2 separate regions of the Zea mays genome follow, and region 2 is linked to region 1. Evidence: chromatin contacts called from public Hi-C data. All regions are on one chromosome and are shown on one strand. The core of a region is the stretch at or near the end of the contact, and the rest is flanking DNA. Distances in the headings are between cores, read along the strand shown. Region 1 holds the start of LOC100282871 (serine carboxypeptidase 1). Region 2 has its middle 90 kb from the start of LOC100285165.

Region 1 (7,705 bases), core at 90-2,589:
TTGTTAATACGGACAGCGACCGCCCCAGCAAACTAATCGAATCAGCTAGTAAAAGATAGTAGAAAATAGAGCACGTGCATCATGTCTATAGACTATTTTATTCACGCCGACCCACTTATTCATGTCAAAATATCGGCGCAACCTTCACAAAATTGTTTACGCAATCATTTCGTTGGACATGGAAAGTTAACAGGTCGGACAACAGCGATGGATCACCAGCAAAAAAATAACCGGGGGTGTAGGATTTACATATACACATGTTGGATAGAAAAGGCAAAGGATAAAGCTGGGGGTATTATTGCAATTTATGAGGTTCACGACTCGTACGCACGACAGTGTCACACACAAAACTGTGTTAGTATAATAGTTTCTCTTATACATTAATATAATAACTGTAGCTGTACTGTGTCTGTGTGTCAAACGAAAGGAAAGGGAAGAGAGAGAGAGAGAGAGAGTTGCGTATCGTATTCGTATCGTGTCGGTAGAGGTGTAAAGAAACAAGGGAGATTTGTTTTACCTTTGACCACGAGTTGTGGTTGTATCGCAGGCGCGGCAGGGTGCCGTTGTAGGGTTCCAGGACGAATCTGATGGGACCTGCGAGGCGAGAGAGAGCATCCAGCATCTTATTTTTCACACAAGGCAAATCAAAATCGCTCACTCCAACTCCATGCATCATCCAAATACTTGGCGTACCGATCTCGTAGGCGAGGCCGCTGAAGACGGAGCAGCGGTCGCCGCCGGTGAGCCAGAAGAGGAAAGGGGTGTCATCGGCGGCGGCGGCGGCGCCGGACTCGGCCTGGACGAAGTAGTAGAAGAGCTCCACGCCGGCGTCCTCCTCCACCTCCACGTACCTTCGTTTTGAGTTTCAGGGCAGCAACGGTGGTTAGAGGCTACATCTACATGTGCCGCGCGCGTGAGCTACTAGTAGTAGTCTAGTAGTACACCACCAGGATGAATGAATGAAGAAGAAGAAGGAGGATACTACTAGTAGACACGCCACGCGGGCACGCGCACCCTGTTTCGAGGTGGAAGGGGAGGTCGCCGTCGAAGCCAGGCAAGCTGGTGACCACCACCCGTCCGGAGCTGGAGCTGCAGGCGAAGGCGAGGAGCAGCAGGAAGCAGAAGAGACAGCGGGCGCAGAGGCCGTGGCAGACCGAGCGGAGGAATCCAGGCTGGGGGAGGACGAGGAAGCGTGGCCGCGGCCATGCCGCCGTCGTCATCTGGAAGACGTACTTATCCCCGTCGCAGTTGCGCAGGTGGAACAAACGAAACGTATGGATGGATGAACGGAAAAAACAAGTCTAGTAGAGGAGAGAGAGGCTGTGCTGTTGTGTTCGTGTGGATGGTTCAAGACGGGACGGGAGGTGGGTGGCGAATTTTTTTGCATTTTGGCCCTTGCTCGGAAAAAAAAAATCAGGTTTAGACTCTAAAAAATTTTAATATTATTTTTAGACCCTTTGCTCAGCGCAATAGGCTATGGCACCGAGGTAACACAGCTCGGCGTCATAGGTTATGGTGTCAAGGTACGTGCTGTGCTGGCACAAACGGACGTCGTAGCGTCGACGTGGCACCGAGCTCGTCTGTCTAGCACTCTAGCTCAGTCGGTAGAGCGCAAGACTCTTAACCTTGTGGTCGTGGGTTCAAGCCCTACGATGGGCATTTAATATTTTTTGTCTTTGTCACTAATTTATTTTTTGTTGTCCAGATTTTTCGTTTATGTCGCTGATTTGTCCGTCTAGATTTATTTCTTATCCATATTTTTTTTTGTTTTTTGACTGATTTGTTTATTCGTCCATATGTTTTTTTGTTTATCCCGCGAGCACAGCGGTTGTGTGCCACAGTGGCCGCGAGCTGTCAACTTCCTCCCTTGTTTGCTCAGCTAACCTACACCTAGGAAAATCAAACTAAACAGCAAATGGACTATAATGTTTAAAATTTCTTTTGGAAATGCAATTTGAAGATTAGCATAGGAATAACAATTATGTTTCTCTTTGTCAATCAAAAAGTGACCTGCAAAATAATAGCATGGTTAGATCTATGCATCGTTCCTTTGATGGGACTCAGCATTGAATGGAAAGGTTAATTAAATTCGCGGATTAACTATACTGTTTAGTTTAGTAGTATGTAAATTAAATATAAAAGTGAGGGACTGTACCCACTACACACAAACACAAGCTCACAAAGTATTTTGTCCACTTGAAAAACTTAAATTTGTTTGAAAAATGTTATGGTAAATGGAGGGAATGGAATTAAGTATCACCTAGTGGAGTAATTTATGCAGTAAATTCTAAAATATATCATCCATGAGACAAGTATATAATGGAGTATACTTTTATTTAGTGCAGAGGGAAAAAGATGAATATGTGTGCTTCTTCTTATGTGGTCATGATTGAAGTAAGAGTGTTCTCATTTGATTTTTATTGTGGTTAGCTGAGCAAACAAGGGAGGGAGTTGACAGCTTGCGGCCACTGTGACACACAACCGCTGTGCTCGCGAGATAAACAAAAAAAATATATGGACGAATAAACAAATTAGTCAAAAAAACAAAACAAAAAAAAAATCTTGACGGACAAATCAACGACATAAACGAAAAATCTAGACAACAAAAAATAAATCAGTGACAAAGACAAAAAATATTAAACACCCACTATAGGGCTCAAAACCCACAGCCACAAGGTTAAGAGCCTTGCACTCTACCGACTGAGCTAGACAGACTTTGTGTACACAATTGAGCTCCGCGCCAAGATATGGCACCAAGCTCGGTGCCACGTCGGTGCCACGACGTCCGTTTGTGCTAGCGCAGCACGTACCTCGGCGCCATAGTACATGGCGCCGAGCTGTGTTACCTCGGCGTCATAGCCTATAGCGCCGAACAAAGGGTCCAAAAATGACATTAAAATTTTTTAGGGTCTAAACGTAATTTTGTTTCTGAGAAAGGACCAAAATGCAAAAAAATTGGGGTGGGTGGCCAGCCAAAGTCCATACTACAACTTCTATATCGTTTTGCGAGGAATATAACATTAATTAATGCTATACGGAGTAATCGTCCTATATTATACAGTACTCCTGAAAATATATCTGCCTGCCGAAACTCTGGCGGGCTCGGTGCGCTGCTACTCTACCAAGTTCGCTTTTGTTCTCGCAGGCTGTCTGCCTCCCTCAGTCCGCCTCGCGCGCTATCATGGCCTCTTCTCGACCTTCCCACCGCCCTTCTCTTGTCGCAAGAAAGACGTGTTTGATTTAAGAAATAAGCTAGTCTATTATTTTCTTTTTTTTATTTTTATTCTATTTGATTTATATAATATAATAAGTCGATCTATCATTAGCTCATTTTTTATAGTTAGTTAATCAGTACTAATATGAGGAATGAAATCAACCAAATATAAGGAATAAAATCAAACAAATTAGAGGACTAGACTCATAATACACCATCTTATTTTAGATGGAATGATTCCTCAAACCAAACACCTCCTAAACAAAGTCTAATATCTAAATAGAGATCTAAATATTAACCTACTAATTAATATATTTTTATAGCTAGAGTAAATAAAATAGAGGTCAAATAGAATCAGAAAATTGAGCGAGTAGTGCCTCCACTCGCCAAAATGTGGGTTTACCTGTGTCGTCTCGTGCTCTTCGATCTTTACTGCACCCGGCTCACCACTCTTACCACTGCACGAATGCCTCTTCTTCCTTCCTCCGCTGGTGCATGACGATAGCGGACCTGGTCGTAGAATTTTGGGGAAACAATTCTTCTGCAGTTATGTTCACTGATGTGTGGAGCTAGATCCAGTGCGGCCCTACACGTCAGTGGCCCATTTGTGGTTACTTCCCCTGAAGTAACTACAAAGGATAGGAGTGGATATCGAGCTAGCTCGGCTTGACCGAGCTCGAGCTGGCTCGGCTCGACTCGTGCCTCGGGACTATCAGGGGGGCGGGTGCTTACAAGGCGAACCTTTCTCTTGTCCTTCAGCTCACTAGTGAGCCCTAGGGGCCCAAGTATCTTTTCCCTGAAAATATTAATATGCTAACATTAAATTATGTTCATCAAACCATCATTTACTGTTGAGTTCAATTTCACATATTATATGTACACCTAAGAAAGTGAACCAAAATCCGGATGATTGCAATGTCGCGGGGTCTTCCCCTTGCTGATGATATATTTTATGTAGTTGTAGAGATAGAGAGTAAAAATAGCATACATAATGTGATCATATTTTCTCAAATATTTGAAGTATATTTATTCATTGTTATATTATTGGTTAACTGCAAAGTCCATAACTTCAGAAGCCTTTGTTTTTTCTTAGCAAAAATAAAAAAAGTGCAATAAGTTTTCATAGGCTCATAGCCTTCAGAAGTATCCATATTTGTGAGGCCCTATATGAATGCAACATCAACTCACACATCTCATTGATTGACTTCTGAATGGTTTCTACTATCATATACACACTCATAAGGCATGGACATACCTTAGTCGCGTTGACAACCATGGTGGTGTTTGGTAGGCATGAGATTTTAGCTTTGGGTAATGTACCTACTATCTCATATTATCAAGGTACAGCTGCATACTCAAATTCTAGTCTAGAAAAATGAGACATATTTGGCATAAATGAGAAATTTTGTGCAAGATTCTAAGAATCTGAGCAAACCAAATAGGCCCCATGATGAGGCAAATGGAGCAACAATGATAGAGAAATGTTGAACAACATTTTTAGCACCTGAACCGCTGAATGGTCCGATTATATGGCCTAGATAGCCCACATCTCTAACGTCCATCGGATAGCACGTCCACGATTACATTAATTGAGGATGGAATCACTTATCACGTGCATGGTTATCCTAATAAACCCACGGGAATTGTTGGTTCTTTCCTAGAAACGAGTCAAAGCCTCCCTATGATCTTCCGACCCCAAGGCAGCCCTAGGATCCCTCCCGGGAGGCAAGATCCAGGTTACACAGTAGATTCACAAAGCCCTTTGAAACCTCACGGATGGTCTATCGCCTCCACGTGGATGGTCCGCGCGCCTATAGAGAAAAGGGGAGCTCCCTGTGCAGAGTCATGGACGACAATCCGTGCGCCTGTAGAGAGATTCCTCAAGGTCCTATTCCCGTGAGTGAGATCACCAAAAAGGAGGCAACACACTTTTTGGAGACTCCGTTGGGGATGACTATGTTTCAGATTTATTAATCAGCCCCAATGGTCGATTCTAAGGATTGTACCAATGTCACCCCAAGTAACATCGTCAGGCCAACTATGGAAAGTATGTCCACCGAGGAACAACAACGATTTGAGGATCTCATGAAGCAATGGGACAACGACACACTGAAAGGGAAATGGTCTTTTCCATATTCTCTATTTTTTTGGTGCTTGATGATAATCACAACCTTATGGACTAACTTGTTTGTCTAGTCTATAATTCATAGGTGCATATGTCCGCTCAATTCAGTTCTAAGACAGAAATAGCTCAAAACAAACCATGGAGGGGTAAAACTTGGAAAATATAAAGAATACCTAGTTTCACACTTTGGACAAGTTGTATATACCCCTAGGAACCTCTTTGACACATCTAAAGAGGTTGGAAAGCTCAAGTTTACAATGTCAACATTTTGGAGCAAGTTTGAGCAAAAAAACAAATTACTAAGTTGGAGAGAGTAAAAGATCAAAGGACATGACTTAGACTAGTTGGATTGTCAGTACATTTGTTTGTCTAAGTAATTGGAACACTCCAAAGATAGCCAAAAAGATTTGAAGAAGATTTGAAGAAAAGATAGAAAATGGACTGCTGGACAGGGGCACCGGGGGCTCACCGGACTGTCCGGTGGTACACCGAACCATCTACGTAGAGAATCTCCACTCAGAAAAAACTAGCCCATGCACCGGACAAGTACTGTTCATGGTCTAGTGGCGCACCAGACTGTCCGATGGGAATTTTAGTGAACTAGCCAGCCTTAGGATTTTTCAGCCTAGTGCACCGGACCGTCTGACAAGGGGGCAATGACTACCTGCAATTTCAAAACGGCTCCCTGCTCTAGCACTATTCATGGTTCGGTGGCGCATCGGACCGGTACTGTTCACGGTCTGGTGCACCACCCGACTTTGCACTTTTGGAGCTTTTCTCCAACGACTATTTGAGTGGTTGGGGGCTATAAATACCCTCAACCAGCACATTGAAGACACAATACCCCTCCCAACCTTACAACATTAAGTGCAACATCTCCACGCATTCAAAGCCCTTCCCGCGCCACATTTGATCGAATTTTGGTTGAAAGACATAGTGGCTAATGCATTTGAGTGTTGCAAGGTCTTGTGATCATTTGAGCTTTGATTGTGCTCTTCTCTCTCGCTCTTATTCTCTTGATTGTAAAGTGAGGCAAGAGACTTCAATTCTTTGTGTGGAGGCCCTTGCAGGACTTGGTGTCCCTAAGATAGTGAAGCAAGCTCAACCAGTCTCGGTGACCGTTTGAGAGAGGGAAAGGGTTGAAAGAGACCTGACCTACGTGGCCTTCTCAACGGGGAGTAGGTTCTTCGGAAGTGAACCTCGAGAAACAAATCGCCGTGTTCATTTTTATTGATCATTACTTTACGATTTGATTCTTCCTCTCCTCTTTCTCTCTAAAGTTCTCTTGCTTATCTTTTTGAGTTTGCTCCTAAAGTTATCCATAATGATTGAACAACTCGTGGCAAGAAGAACTCCCTTCTGCACTCCGATTATATTCATACTTGTTCTAATGCTAACCTCGAGCAAATATTGTGTTCAAAGTTTATAATTTTCTAGTTTCGCCTATTCACCTCCCTCTAGGCAACTTTCAATTGGTATAGGAGCTCGACACTTCATTAAAGTCTAACAACTCGAAGTGATGTCGGGCGAACATGCCAAGAAAGAAGTGACCACTGGAGAAAAGCCCAAGACTTCGGGAAACAAGCATAATGGCAAGACTACATCAAGGGAGACCAAGATATCTTGCGACAAGCACGAGGACAAAGAAAAATCCGCCGGCTACACCAAATCGCACAAGAAGAAAGGTGACAAGGAGAAGAAGTGGATGAAGAAAGTGGTCTACTACGAAACTGTGTCCTCCGTGCCATCAACATTTTGATGGTGAAGACTATTCTATGTGGAGTGATAAAATGAGGAACCATCTAACCTCACTCCACGAAAGTATTTGGGATATTTTTGAGTGTGGTAGACAGGGTCCACATGTTGGAGAAGAAGGCTATGATGATGAAGCCACCCAAATCCGATGCTTCAACTCACAAGCAACAACCATTCTCCTCGCCTCATTATGCCGGGAGGAGTACAACAACGTGCAAGGGTTATATAGCACCAAATAATTTTTGGGACATCATCAAGACGACGCATGAAGGTGATTATGCCACCTAGATCACCAAGAGCGAGACGATCGAGAGAGAACTCAGTCGGTTCATCCTCAACAAAGGAGAAGAGACACAAACCATATACAACCGGCTCAAGACAATGGTGAACCAAGTCCACAACCTCGGAAGCACCAAGTGTGACAACTATGAAGTCATCAAGCTCATCCTAAGGTCACTTGTTTTTTGTAATCCTACACAAGTGCAACTAATCTATGAGAATCCTAGGTATGAGAAAATGTCTCCCAAGGAAGTGATTGGGAAGTTTGTGAGCTTTGAACTTATGGTCAAAGACTCCAAATACATTGTGAACTTGGAGTAAGGAGCCACCTC
Region 2 (7,604 bases), core at 782-3,281, 190 kb after region 1:
CCTGGGTGTGGAACGAACACGAAGGCCGCGAGATTTCCACCTCTCTCACGCCCGTCTCCGGCCACCTTTCTCCCCCCTTCGCGCTCGGCCTCGCGCCGACCCATCTGGGCTGGAGCACGCGGCGACATTTCACTCGTCGGCCCAGGGACCCCCCGGTCTCGAAACGCCGACAGTTGGCGCGCCAGGTAGGGGCCTGCTGCGTGTTGACGAACAGCTTCCCGTCAAGCTCCAGATGGGCAGTCTCCAGCAACCTCTCTGGCCCGGGACGGTGCTCCATTTCGGGAGTCTTGAGTTCATGTCCCTCGACGGCAGCTACGACATGATACTCCTTCCCCCGCCGTGCGACACCGACAATGGCGGCCGACAGCCCGCCCGCCGGCGGCGGAATCGACGACGTCTTCCCCGCGTGGTGGAAGAACAACATTCGAGCTCACCCCGTCCTCTCCCCCGCCGACGGAGGAGGAGGCGGGGCAACCAAGGCCAAGCAGGAGGCAGCGCCTCGTCGGCTGTCGAGCGAGTCGACGGCGCCAGCACCCCAACGGGGGGCGCGTCGGGCATCGACCTAGCATTTGAGACGAAGACGAGCGCTGTCTCCCCGCAACGCGCCGATTCCGATCAAACGGACGACGCCAGCACGCTCGCGAAAGGCTTGCTGGACGTCACCCTCGTACCTGAGATGACGGTGCGGTCAGTCCCCGACATGACTTCATCACCGCCCGTCGACCAAGAGGTACCGACCGATTCCCATCTCACGCCCCCTGGATTCAGCCTCGACCCGCCAAGTGACTTCGCTTTGGCGGGCGCTCTCATAGAGGCGAGTCCAAACCCTCTGGGGTTTCGTATGCGGTCACCTTGGGACCGGCTGACGGACGTCTCGACCTACGAGCCCTCTGGGTCCGAGGAAGACGACGCGCCCGACTTCTGTTGGGATTTCTCTGGACTTGGCAACCCCAGTGCCATGCGGGACTTCATGACCGCATGCGACTACTGCCTTTCCGACTGTTCCGACGGTAGCCGCTGTAACACCCCAGGTGTTTATATTCCGCTCGATAGCGAGTACAGATTTAAGCACGTGATATCAGTGAATAAGACAGACACTAAGGTCTAATTATTTTCTCCTATCGCAATTTTTATATCGCATCGGTGTCGTCTGTCGCGAGTGCGACGTCGTTTATTTTTATCCATCCGGGCTCTTCCGAAATTTTCGTGATGTTCGGAATACAGTCGTTCCAAAAATCGGTGCGTCCGATGATTATTTAAAATTCGTCGCTCGCACGAATACGAATTCGGAAGGTCGATTTATTCGGATAATTTTTATCCTCGGACAAATTAGTTTGAACTTGACAACTAAAATATTCGGGGCAAAATAATTTGTATCGCGCGTTGTCTGAGAAAAAGCGTGCGCGAGGTTGTAATCCAATTAATTCTTCAGCACACTGTTTCGACGACAAAATCACGTATACCTTGCGGATCTGGTTTCGACTAATTTTAGTCGAATCCCACAGAACAAATTACCGAAAACGAAATCAGTCTTATTCGGCCCGTGGTTTCTTGCCGGATCCGAATCTTCGGATATAAGTAATTAGCGATTAAAGTGGTTCGCTAAATCCGAAGCATGTCATGTGTATTTGTGTGGCGTGTCGATCCTTTATTCAGCGCTAAAAATCGGGATCAGTCGCAGGGTAAATGGTCGAATTCGATGTACTCTGGTTCAGTCCGTTTACATCGTACCCAGAATGGTTACGAAAATTATCCAAACAAGATTTAACTAGAGCCGTTATTCCTCTAAATTTCTGCTTTGTGATTCGGATAATGAAATATGTAGTCAGTACTGTCGGCCTAGTATACATTGCAAAATAAAATCGTGAGATAAAATATCTATGAAATTCTTTAAAGAAAAAAATCTCCTTCTCGCTGTCGTACTCCCTCAGCCTCATCTCTCATCTGATTCCCAGGCAATCAGCCTTATCCACTATCTTTAATTTTTCTACGCACATCGCTGCAAATATCTCTTTCTTGTCTTCTCTGTAGGCTGAAATCTGTATCCTCCTGGTTGGCCTCATCTTCAAGCCGCTATTCTCAGCCGATCTCCATCCCTATCTACCGTGCCCTGTTGATTTTTTTCTTTTCCTGACCGCCCTCCCCATCAGATCTTTTTGCAGCATTGTTCTTATCCCTGCGCTCGCGTCCATCTCTGCTCTCTTATCTTCTTTCCAGCGCGCGTAGGCTTCCTCTGGGATTTTTTGCTTGCCGACTTAATCTTCCAGCTGAGCGTAGAGCTTCTTCCTCCTCAGCCATCGCCCAAGTCTTCTTCTTCTACGCGCACAGGGTTCTCCTCTGCGCATCCTCTGCCTCTCCCAGCGCCGTGGCTTCTCTGAGTTCGTCGCTGGACACGCACCGTCCTCTGCTCGTTCGGTGCCCCTCTCTCCAAGCTTCCATGGCGGCGTTCCCATGGCGCCTTGGAGCCCCAGCTCAGCCGACGGCCGGGAGGACGCGCTGGGTCTCCCTCTGCTCGGTCGTCTCCCTCCTCCCGCTCCAGCTCCCCTGTGTGCCGTGGATCTCGCGCCCCTGCCCAAGTCCGGCTGCCTGGTTCTGTCCAGTTCGCGTCCTGCTCGCCTTTACGTCGCGGTTGTAGCGTTCCGTTGTTTCTGCGCGTGCGGCCGCGAAGCTCCCTGTTCAGTTCGCCTCCGTCGCCTTGTCGTGCGCGCGAAATTGCTCGCAGTCCATATCAAGTCCGTGATGTGCGCGCTGGACACGATGAAATGCTGCGTGTCGTGCGTCGTCCATCCTAGGTCCTCATCGTCGCGTCGTTCGCCTTCGCACTATGTGCGACAGCACCGTCGTTTTCCCTGTCTTGTACTCGCATGGTTTCCTGCTCGCCGGTGCGCCCTCTCGGCTCGCTTGGCCTTAATTCTCATCGTGTCGTCGATTCCGCCGGTTAGCGTCGTTCGTCATTGCGTCGCGTGTGTAGCTCTATATACGTCACCCTCCTGTGTCGCCGTCGTTCCGCGCGTCAGCAAGAAATCTCAAGAGGCGGGTGAAGACGGAGCCAGCAGTGTGGTATTCACCAAGTGCGCGACAAAAATCTCGGACATCCTGCGCGACTCAAGTTCGACTCGTCAGAATTATTCAGTCGAGAAAAAGATCTTCAGCAATTGATTACCGAAGAAAAGAAGGCCCCTGGGTGACGTCTACCGGAACTCGTAGCCGTGCTTGCGACTATTGCGTCGAATTAGTCAAGGTAAGCAAATTTGTTATTCGTATTAGCGGATTGATGGATGGTTTGACTAGGTAAAATATTTATTAAATTGTCTGGGTCGCTTTGGTAAATTGGTCGATGTCGTAGGATAAAAGAGGTCTCAATAGATCTCAGTATTGCGGAACTGTAGGTATTAAAAATGAAAAGTGTTATTAATATATATGATACACAGGTTAACCGGTAAATTAGCTTAGAAAGTAATGAAAGTTCTTCTATCAAATTTTATAAGTGTTAGGTGCCCGAGAATTTTGAAGTTAAAATTATAAGCCGTTTAGTGTGTTCTCTAGACTAGGTATGGTATTTTATGTGTTGATCGAGTTCATGCTTAGAATGGATGTTGATTGCTACCTCGACTGTTTAGCTAGGTTAGAAGAGCATGATTGTCGTAGGTAACAATATATCGATAGCTAGTGTCCGCAATATCTCGTCATTAAGTAGGTTATTTCTCTTTGCGTAGCATCGTAAAGTCTGGTGTTATTGTTCCTTATATGCATTTATATGCATAATGCATTTCATTCAGGTACGTTAATTAATCGCGTGATGCGGAAGAAGAGCCAAGTCGACCCCAAGCGCGGGCTAATCCACAGGATGAAGCTGATGGACAATGGAGCGAGTATCGAAATAAAGGCTGATCGTCAAGTGGACGTCATCTAACAACACTAACCTAGTGTTACTCAGGCAAGCCCCGGTGCATGCAACCCCTTTCCTTGTGTTTTTAAATACTTTTCGCACACTTTAAGTCTAGTGAAATATGCATTAGGTTCATAGGAGTTGCTTGGAACCCTTTGATGCATTGCTTTCCTTGATATCCATACCTTTATAGATACTTCTGTGAAGTATCAAAATTATGATTTACAAAAATGCTTAGCCTTGCTTAGACCTTGTGGATAGAGGTTGTCCTCAGTCTAACCCGGGAGAGGATGGCTTCTACCTGCAAGAATATTTTCATTTGGAGCAATAGTGGGATCTTACTGCAAAGTTCCCTGTGATGCTCTTTCATCCTAAGGAACAGACACAATCCTAAGGATGGAAATACTTAAATTGAGACTTGGGTTAGGAACAGGTGATGTTCTACCCAGGTTGGTTAAGGATTAATGCGTATGTAGGCGTGCTGACCGAGGACCCTTTAACTGGTCACATGCCTCGTCATGGGTAAGCCTTGCCTCGGGCAGACTAAGGCCAGAATAAGATAACACGAAATGGGCGTGGAGCGGTGGCGAGAGTAGCGTGTACCCTCCGTGGCAAGAGGCCGGTCGGTGGTGTATCTGTGCTCTCGGTTTGCGTGAACCTGATCTGGTCTTAAGAACCCCGGTGGCGGGTTGACATATGCAAGGGTTAAGTGCTACATATGTCGTGTGATTGGAGATCCTCAGCTGAGTATAATCAATTCGGATCGCCGTACCTTCGCGGTTATGAAGACTTGGTCACTTTTCTACAACCTAAAGTCAGGATGTGAACACTATGGATAAAAAGGATGTTGTATTGATGAGATGTTGAAATTAGACTAGATGCAAATAGAGTCTATTAATACTTAATATGGCGTTAAAAGATTGAAAGTAAGGACTCACTTTAGTAAGCTACTTCTACAAAAATATAAGTTGATTTTTGCTAAAGCCTCTCCTTGACTCCCACATAACCAGCATACCCTTGAGAGTCTTTTCTTTAGTCGGGTAAGTCTTGCTGAGTAATTCCGTACTCAGGGTTTTATTCCCTGTTGTTTTTCAGGTTCTAACTTTGTGCTGTTGTTGACGGTGTTAAGTGCCGGTGGGCTCGGCCTTCTTATAAGTCTAAGTAACCCTTCTATACTTCTTATTGAGGATGATCCCTTGAGCTAGCATATATTTCAAACTTATACTTTTGTAATCACTCCGATAAACTAATGTAAAATTTTTGTAACCTGTAAAATTTGGTAGTAAGATTTCCGCTGCAACAATATTGGTGTGTGTGATTTGTGTTACTTAATCCCGCGGTTCTGGTTGAAAGTGGTTTATCCGATGTCCTTGGGGCAATCGGACAGATCCTGTTGAGTTATCTGGTGCACATGCATGGCTGTCTAAGGTCTTTGGGACAAGGACAGGTGCATGTGGGCCCAATAACTTGGAGGTTCTGCCACAGCCGCAGCCTCGGCGACGAGGACTGCGGCCCAAGCCGCGAATGTTTCCACGTCGATCTAGGGGGTCCCTTCGAAGGCAACCATCTCGGCATGCCGGAGGACGGTGATCTCCCTAGGCCGGTGCCTCGCGTTGACATCCCACGGGAGCTAGCTGTGGTCCCCGTTAAGGCGGGGGGCCATGACCCACAGCTCGAGCAAAACCGCGGGGTGCAGGCCAGGCTCGACGAGGGAGCAGGAGCGCTTGAGCCGATCCGCCGGGACGTCGGGCAGGAATGGGCGGGCCAACCTCCGGCCGGAGAAATGCGTCATCTACCCCAGGGCTTCCAGCACCGCATCGCCGACGATGTCAGGATGAGGTCGCCACCCGCTTCCAGTGGGGTCGGCCAGAACCTGGCTGCAGCAGCAATGCTCCTCTGTGCGATGCCAGAGCCATCAACCACTGAGGGGCGGCGAATCCAGGGAGACCTCAAGAATCTCCTGGAAGGCGCCGCGGTCCGACGGGCCGAGAGCTCCGCCTCCCGAAGGCAGGGGTACCCCTCGGAACATCATGCCGCGACTTCCCGATTCATGCGGGAAGCCTCGGTCCACACCGGGCGCACGCGCGACACAGCGCCTGTGGCCCCGGGTCGCCTCAGCAACGAGCACCATCACCGCGACCGTCGGGCCCACCTCGACGAGAGGGTGCGCCGAGGCTACCACCCCAGGCGTGGGGGACACTCCGACAGCGGGGAGGATCGGAGTCCCTCGCCCGAACCACCCGGTCCGCAGGCCTTCAGCCGGGCCATACGACGGGCGCCGTTCCCGACCCGGTTCCGACCCCCGACTACCATCACAAGTACTCGGGGGAGACGAGACCGGAGCTGTGGCTCGCGGACTACCGGCTGGCCTGCCAACTGGGTGGAACGGGCGATGACAACCTCATCATCCGCAACCTCCCCCTGTTCCTCTCCGACATCGCTCGCGCCTGGTTGGAGCACCTGCCTCCGGGGCAGATCTCCAACTGGGACGACCTGGTCCAAGCCTTCGCCGACAATTTCCAGGGCACGTACGTGCGCCCTGGGAATTCCTAGGACCTCCGAAGCTGCCGACAACAGCCGGGAGAGTCTCTCCGGGACTACATCCGACGATTCTCGAAGCAGCGCACTGAGCTGCCCAACATCACCGACTCGGATGTCATCGGCGCGTTCCTCGCCGGCACCACCTGCCGCGACCTGGTGAGCAAGCTGGGTCGCAAGACCCCCACCAGGGCGAGCGAGCTGATGGACATCGCCACCAAGTTCGCCTCTGGCCAGGAGGCGGTCGAGGCTATCTTCCGGAAGGACAAGCAGCCCCAGGGGCGCCCACCGGAAGATGCCCCCGAGGCGTCAACTCAGTGCGGCGCCAAGAAGAAGGGCAAGAAGAAGTCGCAAGCGAAACACGACGCCGCCGACGCGGACCTTGTTGCCGCCGCCGAGTACAAGAACCCTCGGAAACCCCCCGGAGGTGCCAACCTCTTCGACAAGATGCTCAAGGAGCCGTGCCCCTATCACCAGGGGCCCGTCAAGCACACCCTTGAGGAGTGCGCCATGCTTCGGTGTCACTTCCACAGGGCCGGGCCACCCGCGGAGGGTGGCAGGGCTCACGACAACGACAAGAAGGAAGATCACCAGGCAGGAGAGTTCCCCGAGGTCCGCGACTGCTTCATGATCTACGGTGGGCAAGCGGCGAACGCCTCGGCTCGGCACCGCAAGCAAGAGCGTCGGGAGGTCTGTTCGGTGAAGGTGGCGGCGCCAGTCTACCTAGACTGGTCCGACAAGCCCATCACCTTCGACCGAGCCGACCACCCCGACCACGTGCCGAGCCCGGGGAAATACCCGCTCGTTGTCGACCCCGTCATCAGCGACGTCAGGCTCACCAAGGTCCTCATGGACGGAGGCAGCAGCCTCAACATCATCTACGCCGAGACCCTCAGGCTCCTGCGTGTCGATCTGTCCTCGGTCCGGGCAGGCGTTGCACCTTTCCATGGGATCATCCCCGGGAAGCGCGTCCAGCCCCTCGGACAACTCGACCTCCCCGTCTGCTTCGGAACGCCCTCCAACTTCCGAAGGGAGACCCTGACGTTCGAGGTGGTCGGGTTCCGAGGAACCTACCACGCGGTACTGGGAAGGCCATGCTACGCGAAGTTCATGGCCGTCCCCAACTACACCTACCTCAAGCTCAAGATGTCGGGCCCCAACGGGGTCATCACCGTCG

Evidence for each region. A called contact is a pair of places that touch in the nucleus more often than the background predicts.
Region 2: a Hi-C map of leaf shows a contact between it and region 1, with 6 times the contacts expected there. The contact joins the enhancer-like site here to the promoter of LOC100282871 in region 1. A contact is called at or near these places in 3 of 25 Hi-C or Micro-C datasets (bundle sheath and leaf).

Annotation. Positions count from the first base shown.
Region 1 is chr7:40,376,865-40,384,569 of Zm-B73-REFERENCE-NAM-5.0, forward strand. LOC100282871 (serine carboxypeptidase 1) reads right to left here and starts at 1,340. Exons shown (of 14, transcript NR_178076.1): 1 at 1,015-1,340; 2 at 694-851; 3 at 518-594.
Region 2 is chr7:40,564,915-40,572,518 of Zm-B73-REFERENCE-NAM-5.0, forward strand. No RefSeq gene overlaps it. Among protein-coding and RNA genes, the nearest start is that of LOC100285165, 90 kb to the right of the region's middle. Within about 2 kb of position 2,032, at least 8 of the 20 cell types and tissues checked have an H3K27ac peak or open chromatin away from gene starts, as enhancers often do. A contact at or near this core is called in bundle sheath and leaf, where this site is marked.